Regions from separate parts of the Mus musculus genome. Here region 2 is linked to region 1. Evidence: chromatin contacts called from public HiChIP or PLAC-seq data. All regions are on one chromosome and are shown on one strand. The core of a region is the stretch at or near the end of the contact, and the rest is flanking DNA. Distances in the headings are between cores, read along the strand shown.

Evidence for each region. HiChIP or PLAC-seq counts read pairs in DNA pulled down with a chosen protein or histone mark.
Region 2: a contact with region 1 is called in a FOXA1 HiChIP or PLAC-seq map of pancreatic cancer cells. The contact joins two enhancer-like sites. A contact is called at or near these places in 5 of 39 promoter capture datasets (the HPC-7 cell line, cranial neural crest, erythroid cells and 2 more), 6 of 484 Hi-C or Micro-C datasets (CD4 T cells, CD8 T cells, embryonic stem cells and 3 more), 4 of 115 datasets of contacts at active chromatin or transcription factors (embryonic stem cells, extraembryonic endoderm stem cells, large pre-B cells and 1 more) and 2 of 9 other capture datasets (adipose tissue and liver).

Annotation. Positions count from the first base shown.
Region 1 is chr7:28,969,058-28,973,998 of GRCm38.p6, forward strand. It overlaps Eif3k (eukaryotic translation initiation factor 3, subunit K), which reads right to left. Exons shown (of 8, transcript NM_028659.3): 7 at 3,475-3,600; 8 at 2,315-2,381. The coding sequence ends at 2,350. Among named protein-coding and RNA genes, the nearest start is that of Actn4, 9.2 kb to the left of the region's middle. Within about 2 kb of position 2,199, at least 96 of the 459 cell types and tissues checked have an H3K27ac peak or open chromatin away from gene starts, as enhancers often do. A contact at or near this core is called in the HPC-7 cell line and pancreatic cancer cells, where this site is marked.
Region 2 is chr7:29,251,512-29,256,582 of GRCm38.p6, forward strand. Spint2 (serine protease inhibitor, Kunitz type 2) reads right to left here. Exons shown (of 7, transcript NM_011464.2): 7 at 4,819-5,071. Among named protein-coding and RNA genes, the nearest start is that of 2200002D01Rik, 5.6 kb to the left of the region's middle. Within about 2 kb of position 2,575, at least 39 of the 459 cell types and tissues checked have an H3K27ac peak or open chromatin away from gene starts, as enhancers often do. A contact at or near this core is called in the HPC-7 cell line and pancreatic cancer cells, where this site is marked.

The DNA.
Region 1 (4,941 bases), core at 949-3,448:
GGAGTGTGTGTCTGTGTCTGTGCACATATACATACAAGCACCATATGTATGCCTGGTCCCCTCAGAGAACAGAAGGGAGCAGAGTGTCCTGGAACCATAGTTACAGAGAATTGTGAGCTAACATGTGGGTTCTAGGAACCGGACCCAGGTTATCTATAAGCACAGCAAGTGCTCTTAGTCATGAAGCCATCTCTCCAACCCTAACCTTTTGAGACAGGGTCTTACCATGTAGTTTGGCTGGCCTGGAACACACATGGCTCTCCCTCCACAGTGCTGAGATTAAAGGAGTGTGCCGCCATGCCATCCAGCACACTACTCTAGACTTAAAAGACTAGCTGTTATGCCTGTTAGTGTTCCACCACACAGGGTCTCCCTTTGTATTCCAGGCTGATCTTGAATTCCAAGCAGTCCTCCTGCCTCAGCCTCCAGAATGCCAGGAAACTATGGCTGGCTCCTGTGTCCTTTGTTAACACTGTAAGAGGAGTCTCCTGAAAGGACAGAGGATTGTCTCCCAAGTTGGGGGTGGACAGTGGACTGTCACAGGTGACTGTGGCAGCTCCAGGAGACACTCACCAAGTTAGACTCTGGAGTTTTATATCACACACTCTCACACACACACACACACACACACACACACACACACAGAGGTTCCAGCCATTAAACAACGCCCGCCCACACGTCAGTAGTCTTTAGTCAGAGCCAGATTGAAAGTGAGATGATCCGGCTGCCCAAGGGCAGGAGGTCATTTCTCCTCCCGAGCAGCAGCCGTGGCCAGTTGTTCAAGTTGCATCCTACACAGAAGCACCTGCTGCGGATGCCTAGTTGTGGTCCCACCCAGAGATGGCTCCTTGATTTCTACACAAGATGGCTGAGGGTGGGGCAGCATACCAGCCCTCCCTCCTCTAGCACCTCAGAGCTTTCGGGAACAGTCATTTATTTGCTGTCCCCAGGGTTAAGATGAGGTCTAGTTCCGGGTGCTGGCTCCGGTAGGGTAGGTCTAAAGGCCGGAGCAAAGGGTGTGTGCCCCACCCTGGTTCCCTGGGCCAGGATCCTCAGGAGGAATGACGGGTGAGTGCTGACTTCAGGGAGGGATGAACATGCCAGCAGTCCATTCCCTGGCATGACAGAACAGGCCCCAAGGGAGATGGGAGTGGCTGCACATTTACTGGGTCACTTATCTCCACTGACCTCACCCCTGACCCTGTGCACACTGAAATCACCTGTTCAAGGTTTCTTGGCCAGAATACCTGGAATATCTTGGGTGTGACATGAACTGGGTGGCTGGGAGGACAGCTGACAAGGCAGACAGTCTGGTAACCTTTCCAACTATAACCTCCAGAAAGGCCAGCCAACAACCTGGGCGACAGATCATCAGAGCCCAAGATGAATGCTTCCCGCTTCCTCATCTGTGTTTCTCTGGTGAATCAAGGAGTTTTGGATTACTGAAAAGCAGCAGCTAAGGGCTGTTAGAGGAACAGAGCAAAGCACTTCAAGTCGTCCAGTGTGGTGTGTGTACATATGTACACGTGGGGCTCAACCTCCCAAAGATTGCGGTTACATGTGTGTTGTGATGCTCAGAACCGAACCACACTGAATATAGCTTTAGCACCAATTAAATCAGGGTTCCCTGCTGGCCTCCGAGCTCAGCAGCGTGGTTAAAGAGGCTGGCCAGCTAACCTCGGGGAAGCTCCTGTCTCAGACTCCCCAGTGGAAGGGGTTACAAGTGTGTCACCACATCTTTTTATTAGAGCAGCAGAAAGCTTATGGACTGACCCCCTCAAACCACCCCCCCCTCTTTTTTTTCGAGACATGGTTTCTCTGTATAGCCCTGGCTGTCCTGGAACTCACTTTGTAGACCAGAAATCCGCTTGCTTCTGCCTCCTGAGTGCTGGGATTAAAGGCATGCGCCACCAGGCCCGCTCAGCCCCCCCTTTTAAAGACAGAGCCTGGTGCTGAGGGTGGCTTCTGATCCCCGATCTTCCTACCTGCACCTCCCAAGTGCAGGCTGTCACCCCTGCCAGCCGAGGAAGCACTAAGCTCTCCTTCCCAGAAGCAGGTGACTTGTCAAAGACAAGAACATGCTCTGCTCTCCTCTCTGAGGAGCCCAGGGCCCCAGGGCGGCACCTCCCAAGGCCATTCACTGGCCTCAGCCTACCCCATCCTGCACTGACTCACAGGTCAGAAAAGGAGGGGCAGGGAAAGGCAGCAGGGTGGGACAAAGGAGGAAGTGGCATGGGGGACGCCCGAGAAGAGGGAAGGGCCCCAGCTTGGGCCACAAGTTGGCTCTCTGAGGGTACAGGCAAGAGACAATAGGGCGGAGTGAACAAATCTTTATTAACGCACACTGGCTTACTGGGAGGAGGCCATGATGCTGGACACACCTGTTGAGGAGGAAGAAACAGGGTGAATTTGTGAAGAGAGGAAGAGCCACCTCCCAGGGAGCCGCTGTCCTTCAGGGCCAGGTCACAGTCACCACAAAGGTAGTCTGGTGCTGTCCTGTTTAGTGGTCTTGGATATGGTGATAGCATAGCCATCTATTGTACAGGATTAGAGTTAAAAGAAGAGCTTGACCAGTCTGGCACTAAGTACTGCATGTGTTTAGCCCTGGCCTAGGTCCATGTGAGGGACACTGGCCGGGCCGGCAGCTCTCCACTGCAGATAGAACTGTGTGGACTTCTGAGACCCAAGCATGGTGGACACTTTCTGTAGAGGTCAGAGCACCCAGTGGGAAGTGACACAGCTCACTGATGCTCAGCTTGGCCACTGACCAGCTGGTGGCCCTCAACAGAGCCAAAGTTGGGAGAAGGGGGAGGAGCCCTAGCAGGAGGCGTGTCCCTGTCCTTCCCCACTTCAGGTCACTTCCTCTGAGAGAAGGATGAAGCAGGGCACCTAGCTAAATGCCTGTGTCACTTTAGGTAGGCTAGGCTGGCCTTGAGCCTCCAGAGTGCTGAGATCAAAGACACCACACCTACTTTTTCCTCTTTTGGGATAAGACTGTTTATTCAAAATGTGACAGGAACGGCTGTCACTGCCTTTCACTCTGCGCCTGGCTCTCTCTACACGAGGAGGCAGGCACTGTGCCAGTTCTAATAGTTTCCAAGTTAGAACAAGAGCAACTACCTTATGGTGGGACCAAATGACTCATCGAGAGCCACAGCCCTGAGTGGACAAGTCTTTAATTCCAGCACTCGGGAGGGAGAGGTAGGTAGAGTTTGAGGCCAGTCTGGTCTAGAGGAATGCCAGGGCGGGGGGTGGGAGGGAGGGGGGGAGAGAGAGAGAGAACATGGACGGCTCACATCCAGCAGGGGAGACTACTCAGCATCCCTCACAGTCTCTCCCTGGGCCAGCAACCTGGAATCTGGCAGACAGTTCCCAGTCCAGGAATACAGGCTCTGCCTCGTGCTTTGCACACCCAGCACTGCTCTCCCACCAGGACACTGTCTTCCCTACAGTCTGCGGCCCCAGGCCACTTACTGTCAAAGTCAATCTTCTCCACGATGTTCTTGGGCTTAATGCTCTCTTCCTGGCTGCAGATGAAGACCTGCCCTGACTCGTCAGCGCTCCAGCCGTACTTGCTCATCCACACCTTCAGCTGGTTGTCTGCAGGTGACATGGGCGGAGGTGTTGGTGGCCTGAACCCTAACACTAGGGGCTTTGGAGGCAGAGGAATCGGGGCTGAGCAGGCCAAGCCCCCTTTGCTAACTGCTCTAGGCCAACTCCTGCCTGGACAGCAGCAGGACTCGGAAGAAGAGATCCTCTAGGGCAAAGCCAGCAATCTGGGGCTCAGTCTCCACTTGGCCACCAGGGGGCGCACTAGCCTCTTTCTCCTAGTCACATAGGGGTTTTTCTGTAGGTTTTTGGTTTTGGCTTTGGTTTTTTTTTTTTTTTGAGACAGGATTTCATGCAGCCCTGGCTGGCTTGGACTCATCATGACGTAAACTCCTAATACTCCCGACTCTCTTCCAAGTACCAGGACTATAGAATTTGTGCCTCCAGGCACAGGTTCCCTTAGTTTCTTAACAATACTATTTATTTATTTTAAAAATAAAAACAAGACAAAACATTTATTTAGGGCTGGGGAGATCAGCGAATAAGAGCACTGACTGCTCTTCCAGAGGTTCTGAGTTCAATTCCCAGCAACCACGTGGTGGCTCACAACCATGAGATCTGATGCCCTCTTCTGGTGTATCTGAGGAGAGCAATGGTGTACTCATTTGTGTGCGCAAATGTGAATGTACGCAGGTGCTCCCAGGGTGAGAAACTGCATGGAATTTCTTGGTGCCTGTGACCGCCCACAATGGGTGCTGGACCCCGCAAACCTTCTTCCGCATCAAGCAGGAGATAGATGCTCACAGCTGCCGAACCTCTCTCCGGCCCAGCGCCACTTTTTGCAAACTCAAGTGCTGAGGGTTTTGGTTTGGAGGGACCTTTTAAGAACCTCATTGTAATCAAGGCTGGGCCTTCTCAGAGCCGTCCCATGTCCTGTCACCAGAGGACAGACCACGGAAGTTCTCCAGAGATGTGTATGCTTCCAGGGCACGCAGGCACAGCACACATGACAGGCAGGCCCCTGCTGCAGGAGGGCCACACTGGCCTCCTCTAGAGGCCGAATGCCATCCCTCCAAAGCAGCCCTGCTACCCTTGGCAACACCAACTACAAGGTGCTGATGCTTCCACTTCGCTCCATCCATGAAAAGGGCCTGAGCTCTCCTATTCACTGCCAAGGTCAGCATCAGGACCACTGTCTGACATGTGCATCTGTTAACTGGTTGGTGCAGAGGCTCATGCTATAGCCCAGGCTGGCCTGGAATTCCAGACAATCTTCTTGCTCCAGCTTCCTATAACTGGAATTCCAGGAGGACAGCACTACACCTGGTCAGGGTGTTTTCGAGGCAGTGTCTCACTACATAGCCCTGGTTGGCCTTGAACTCATGGAGATAC
Region 2 (5,071 bases), core at 1,325-3,824, 280 kb after region 1:
TGGGACAAGTGACTCAGAGTGGTGTGTCCTGTGAATTGGTTTACCTCTGTCCAGGGAGTGTTCTGCTAGCAGACCATAGGGATCAAGGACAGGTACACCTCAAATTACCCCTCACTAAGCAGTCAGGCCCTGTTTGTCTCTGTGTGAAGATTAACACTTGCCTGCCCAGCATACGGGCACAAACCTATAATCCAAGCACTGGAAAAAGGAAGGAAGATTACTAGTCAGAGGACAGCTTGAGCTCCGGAGTAAGACCCTGTCTCGAAACACCAAGCTGGGGGGCTGCAGAGATGGCTCACTGGCTAGGAGCATATGTTTTTACAGAAGACCCAGGTTCAGCTCAGCATTCACAGGGTATCCTTTTCTGACCTGTGTGGGCACCAGGCATGCACATGTGCACATACACACATGTAAGCAGAACGCGCCACTCTCACACGAACCTAAAAGAAAAAATGAGTTGAGGGGCTGGGGAGATGGCTCCGTGGTTAGGAGCATGTGCTCTGTGGAAGACCCTGAGCCAGTACCCGGTGGCTCACAACTGCATGGAACTGGAAATCTGACATCCTCTCCTGACCTCCACATGCCCTAGCACATCCATGGCATACACTCACACATAAACACTAATCGATGTTTAAGAAAATCCATGTTTGAGAAAACAAACTCGCCCGTGCATGCCTTTGATGCCAGCACTCAGAAGACAAGGCAAGTGGTTATCTGTGAGTTTGATTGAGGCCGGCCAGCTATGCATAAGAAGACTTTTGTCTCAAAACAAAATAAATAACCAAAGCAAGTCATACAAGTGACTGCTGGCTGAGGCAGCACACGTCTGTAATCTGTGTCCTGAGGAGATGGGAGGCAGAGACAGAGTACCAGGTTCTCAGGAACCAGCCAGTCCAGCACGCACGGAGTAAACAAGACTTGGTCTGGACTGGAGAGATGGCCCAGCACTTAAGAGCACTAACACTTCCAGTTCTCGGTCACTCACAACCACCTCTACAACTCCGGTTCCTAGAAATGAGATGCTCGTGGGCTTTGCTAGCACTTGTGGACTCACACAGATACATGTAACTAACACATCTTTAAATGGTAGAAATTAAGGACCAATGTCTGGAGTGGTCTTCTGACCTCCATGTGCTCCAGTATGCACACACATGCACAAAGCCCATGTACATACTAAGTGGTGGGTCTTACGGCTCAGTGGTAGAGCACTTTGCCAGAATCCAGTGAGGGGCTGGGGTATGGCTCAGTGATAGAGTGCTTGCCTAGCAAATACAAGATCCTGGGTTCTATCTCAGTCCCACAAAATAATGTATTAAAAGACAAGAATTCGCCGGGCGGTGGTGGCAAACGGCTTTAATCCCAGCACTTGTGAGGCAGAGACAGGCGGATTTCTGAGTTCGAGGCCAGCCTGGTCTACAAAGTGAGTTCCAAGACAGCCAGGGCTACACAGAGAAACCCTGTCTCAAAAAACAAAACAAATATTCTTGCCTCATAAAGTAAATGGCTTTGCAGACTCCGCTTGTCCTGAACAGGCAGCGTTCAGAATGTCAACTGTCTCTTTAGCCCTCCCCTCCACACTGGGGTATTGGTGTTGAGTCTCTGCCCTGGCCTCTCTAGGGTGTGGCTAGTAGGCCGTGGGGTAGGAGGGGCTTCTGTACCCTGGAGATCGTGCACTGCAGTGCTGTTTCAGAGTGGGAGAATGGGAGGGGAGGACAAGGCCTCGTCTCTCCTAACTTCACCTCCATCACATTGTACACAGGATGCCCCACTTCTATCTTTCCCCTCACCTGGCAGGCACTGCACCTGCCCTTCTGGACGTCTCAAGCTTACGGAGGCTGTGTCCTTTTCTCATGTATAGGCCCCAGCTGGTGAGAGGCCACCTATCTCCACTAGCTCTTCTCATTCTCCCCAACTGCTGTAGGCACCCCACTGATCTCCGTTTTTTTGCCTTCTGTTTCATTAACTTCTGCCCCAAATGCCTTGGTGCCAGGGTGTTAAATAGTGCCACTCTGCCCCTCAAGCAAAGCATGCAGTATTGCTGGTGTCCTCACTCCTGGGTCCCTCCATCCCTTTTCTCACCTCAAGAAAAGGCATCCTCAGGGGCTAGCTGTAATCCTGCATTTTATTTAGTTTTGTTTTGAGACAGGGTCTCTTTGTAGACCAGGCTGGTATCCAACTCACAGAGATTCACCTGCCTTTGCCTCAACACTGGGTTTAAAGGCCTGTGCCACCTCCGCCAGCAAAGCATAGGATTTTGTTACTTCAGCAATTACAGTGGGTAGGGAGGCCAAGATGCTGAGGGGCCCAGGTGGGAGAGCAAATACCTTTCCTGGAGTGCTATATGCCTGAGGTCCCTCCTACATGCTTGAGGTCACGTCTGTCTGGAAAAGGGATTATGGTGAGCCTTCGTTTAGTTTTTCCTGGAGTCCCCAAGAACAGAGGCCCAGCTCCTATAAACAACACTATCCCTATTCAACCGCATCCCAGCAGCTGGATGAGCTGGAAGCACGCAGGGACTTTTCTCTTATCAGGCTGAAGCACTGTGCTAGCCTGTGACTACTGGGCTGAGCTCAGCTTCCACCCAGTCCAGAGTTCACTTCCTTCTGCTTCTCAGCTAACATCCTGGCTGTTAACCTCTAGACTCCTGGGTCAGAAACTGGCTTCCTAGCTTCTCACGCACAGCAAGACATTAGCATCTGTGGTTTTCTTTGTTCACAGGACTCCAGATACATACATACATACATACATACACACACACACACACACACACACACACACACACACATACACACACACGCCTGGGCAGTAGGCTATGGCAAAGGAAGAACACAATTAGGTGAGGATGTAGCTCAATGGCCTGCCAATTGCTTGGTATCAACAAAGGGATATTATAAAGCTTGGAGAGCCCTCAGCTTTATACCAGCAACGACTGTTCCTCCTCCCTACACACGTGAGCAGCAATGCAGTCCTGAGGAGTGACCTTCATAGTGCTCAGGATCACCCCTTCTTAACCCTTGAAACCCTGGGGCCTGGGGAAGTGGCAAGGACAATATGGGTGAGTTCCCATTCCAGGGACCAGTTTCACAGCCTCCTCCTCCAGAGCCAGTGGCTCCTCACAGTCCCATCTGTGAAGAGTTCCATGCAAGTACAACCATTTTGCAAAGTTCCCAAGAGCAAGACCTACAGGACCAGAGGCCCATGTGAGTGGACTCAGCTCAGTCCAGTGTCCAGCCCTCAGCCATGTGTGTGTCCACTGAGTACCTCCACTGAACACTTTGATCAGTCTGAGCAATAGAAGCCAGTCAGTCAAATCCCTTCAAGTTGGTTCATCCCCAGGCAAAACTGTACAACCCAGGAGTCTCAGGCTGGGGAAAGATTAGCACATCTTATAGACTGGGTGGATCTAAGAGTCTGTCACCCATTGGACCCACACTGATGGGCCAGGCTGACTTGTGACCTCTAATGTACTCTCAATCACTGTAAGGGGCAACTGGCTTCATACTGTAAATACAGATATTCTGTGGTACTGGACAAAAAGCAGGGTTCAGTGTTGACAGTGATCTTTTAAAAATGTTATGTGTATGAGTGTTCCGACTGCATGTACATCAACACTTGTGTGCCTGGTGTCCCAGAGACCAGAGAGGGTATTAAACACCCTACAACTGGAGTAACAAACAGATGATTGTGAGCCACCATATGTTGTTGCGCATTGAAATTGGGCCCTTTCCAAGAGCTGTCTGTCTGTCTGAGACAGGGTCTTATAGCCCAGACTGGCCTTGAGATTTTGACCCTGCTTCTGAGGGCTGGGATTACAGGCATGTGCTACCGTGCTCCCTCGCTGAGATACCTGTCTTTCATGAGTCTCTCAACAACTCCATCACTAACGGACTCTCGAGGTCAGAGGGCAGGTGGCAGTGATAGATGGGAGTCTTTCCCAACTCCAGAATCTAAGAGCACCTGTATTCCAGGGAAGCAAGAACTGTGGTTGTGCCCAGGAGAGTGCTCAATGAGTGTTCAGGAGTGTGGCCAGGAATTTCAATGAGTGAAAAAGTGGGCTTGGAGAGACAGCTCAGTGATGAAGGGCACTGGCCGTGGGCTAGAGAGGACCTGGGCTTGTTTTCCAGACCCTACATAGTGGCTCACAACCATCTGTATCTTTTAGATCCCAAGAATCCTATACCTTCTTCTTTTGGCCTCCTTAAGTAACAGGCATATGGCACACAAAGATACCTGCAAACAAAACAGTTATATGCATAAAATAAAAAATAAATCTTAAAAAATTTTGAGGGTTGGCTAAAGTGTGGTAGTGCACATCTTTAATCCCAGTACTTGGGAGGCAGAGGCAGGTGGATCACTGTGAATTTGAGGCCAGCCTGGTCTACAGAGGGAGTTTCAGGACAGCAAGGGCACAGAGAAACTTTGTCTCCAAAACAAAACAAAACGAAACAAACACAATTGTGGCTGCTTGGGCTGCGGTTCTGTTGGTAAAGTGCCTGCCCAGCAGAGCAGCAGCCCTAGGTTCCAGCCTCAATTGGGAATAGTCCAGGTATTGGGTCATACACCTGTAAGGTCAGCACTTAGGAGCTGGCAGCGAGCCCAAGTCATCTCAGCTTCGAAGGCAAGTCAGGTTACCCTGGGACCCCTGTAGGGTATGAAAAAAAAAGCAAAAAACAAACCATACTTTGTGTTTAAACAAACAAACAAACAAATGGAAAGCAAAGACATAACTCCAGAATGACTGAGCAAGTCCTGAGATAACCCTTGGCACCTGTAACTAGTAGTCACAAGAAAACCAAAAACAAAAACAAAAAACCAAACTACATAGTAAGTTTTATTTTAAAAGGCCCACTTTATTAAACACATTCTTTCAGAATCCTGATTTTTTAAAAAACCTTTATCTACTTAAAAAAAAAAAAAACCCACATAAATCAAACAAACAGTGACCGCTACAAGAATGGGGCTCCTTCCTAGTGATGTTAGAGGAGACAGGCGATGGGGAAGGGCAGGGGAGCTGTGGGAGGACAGGGTCAAGAGGAGGCCCTAAGCAGCCCAACAGCACTGGGAAACAAAG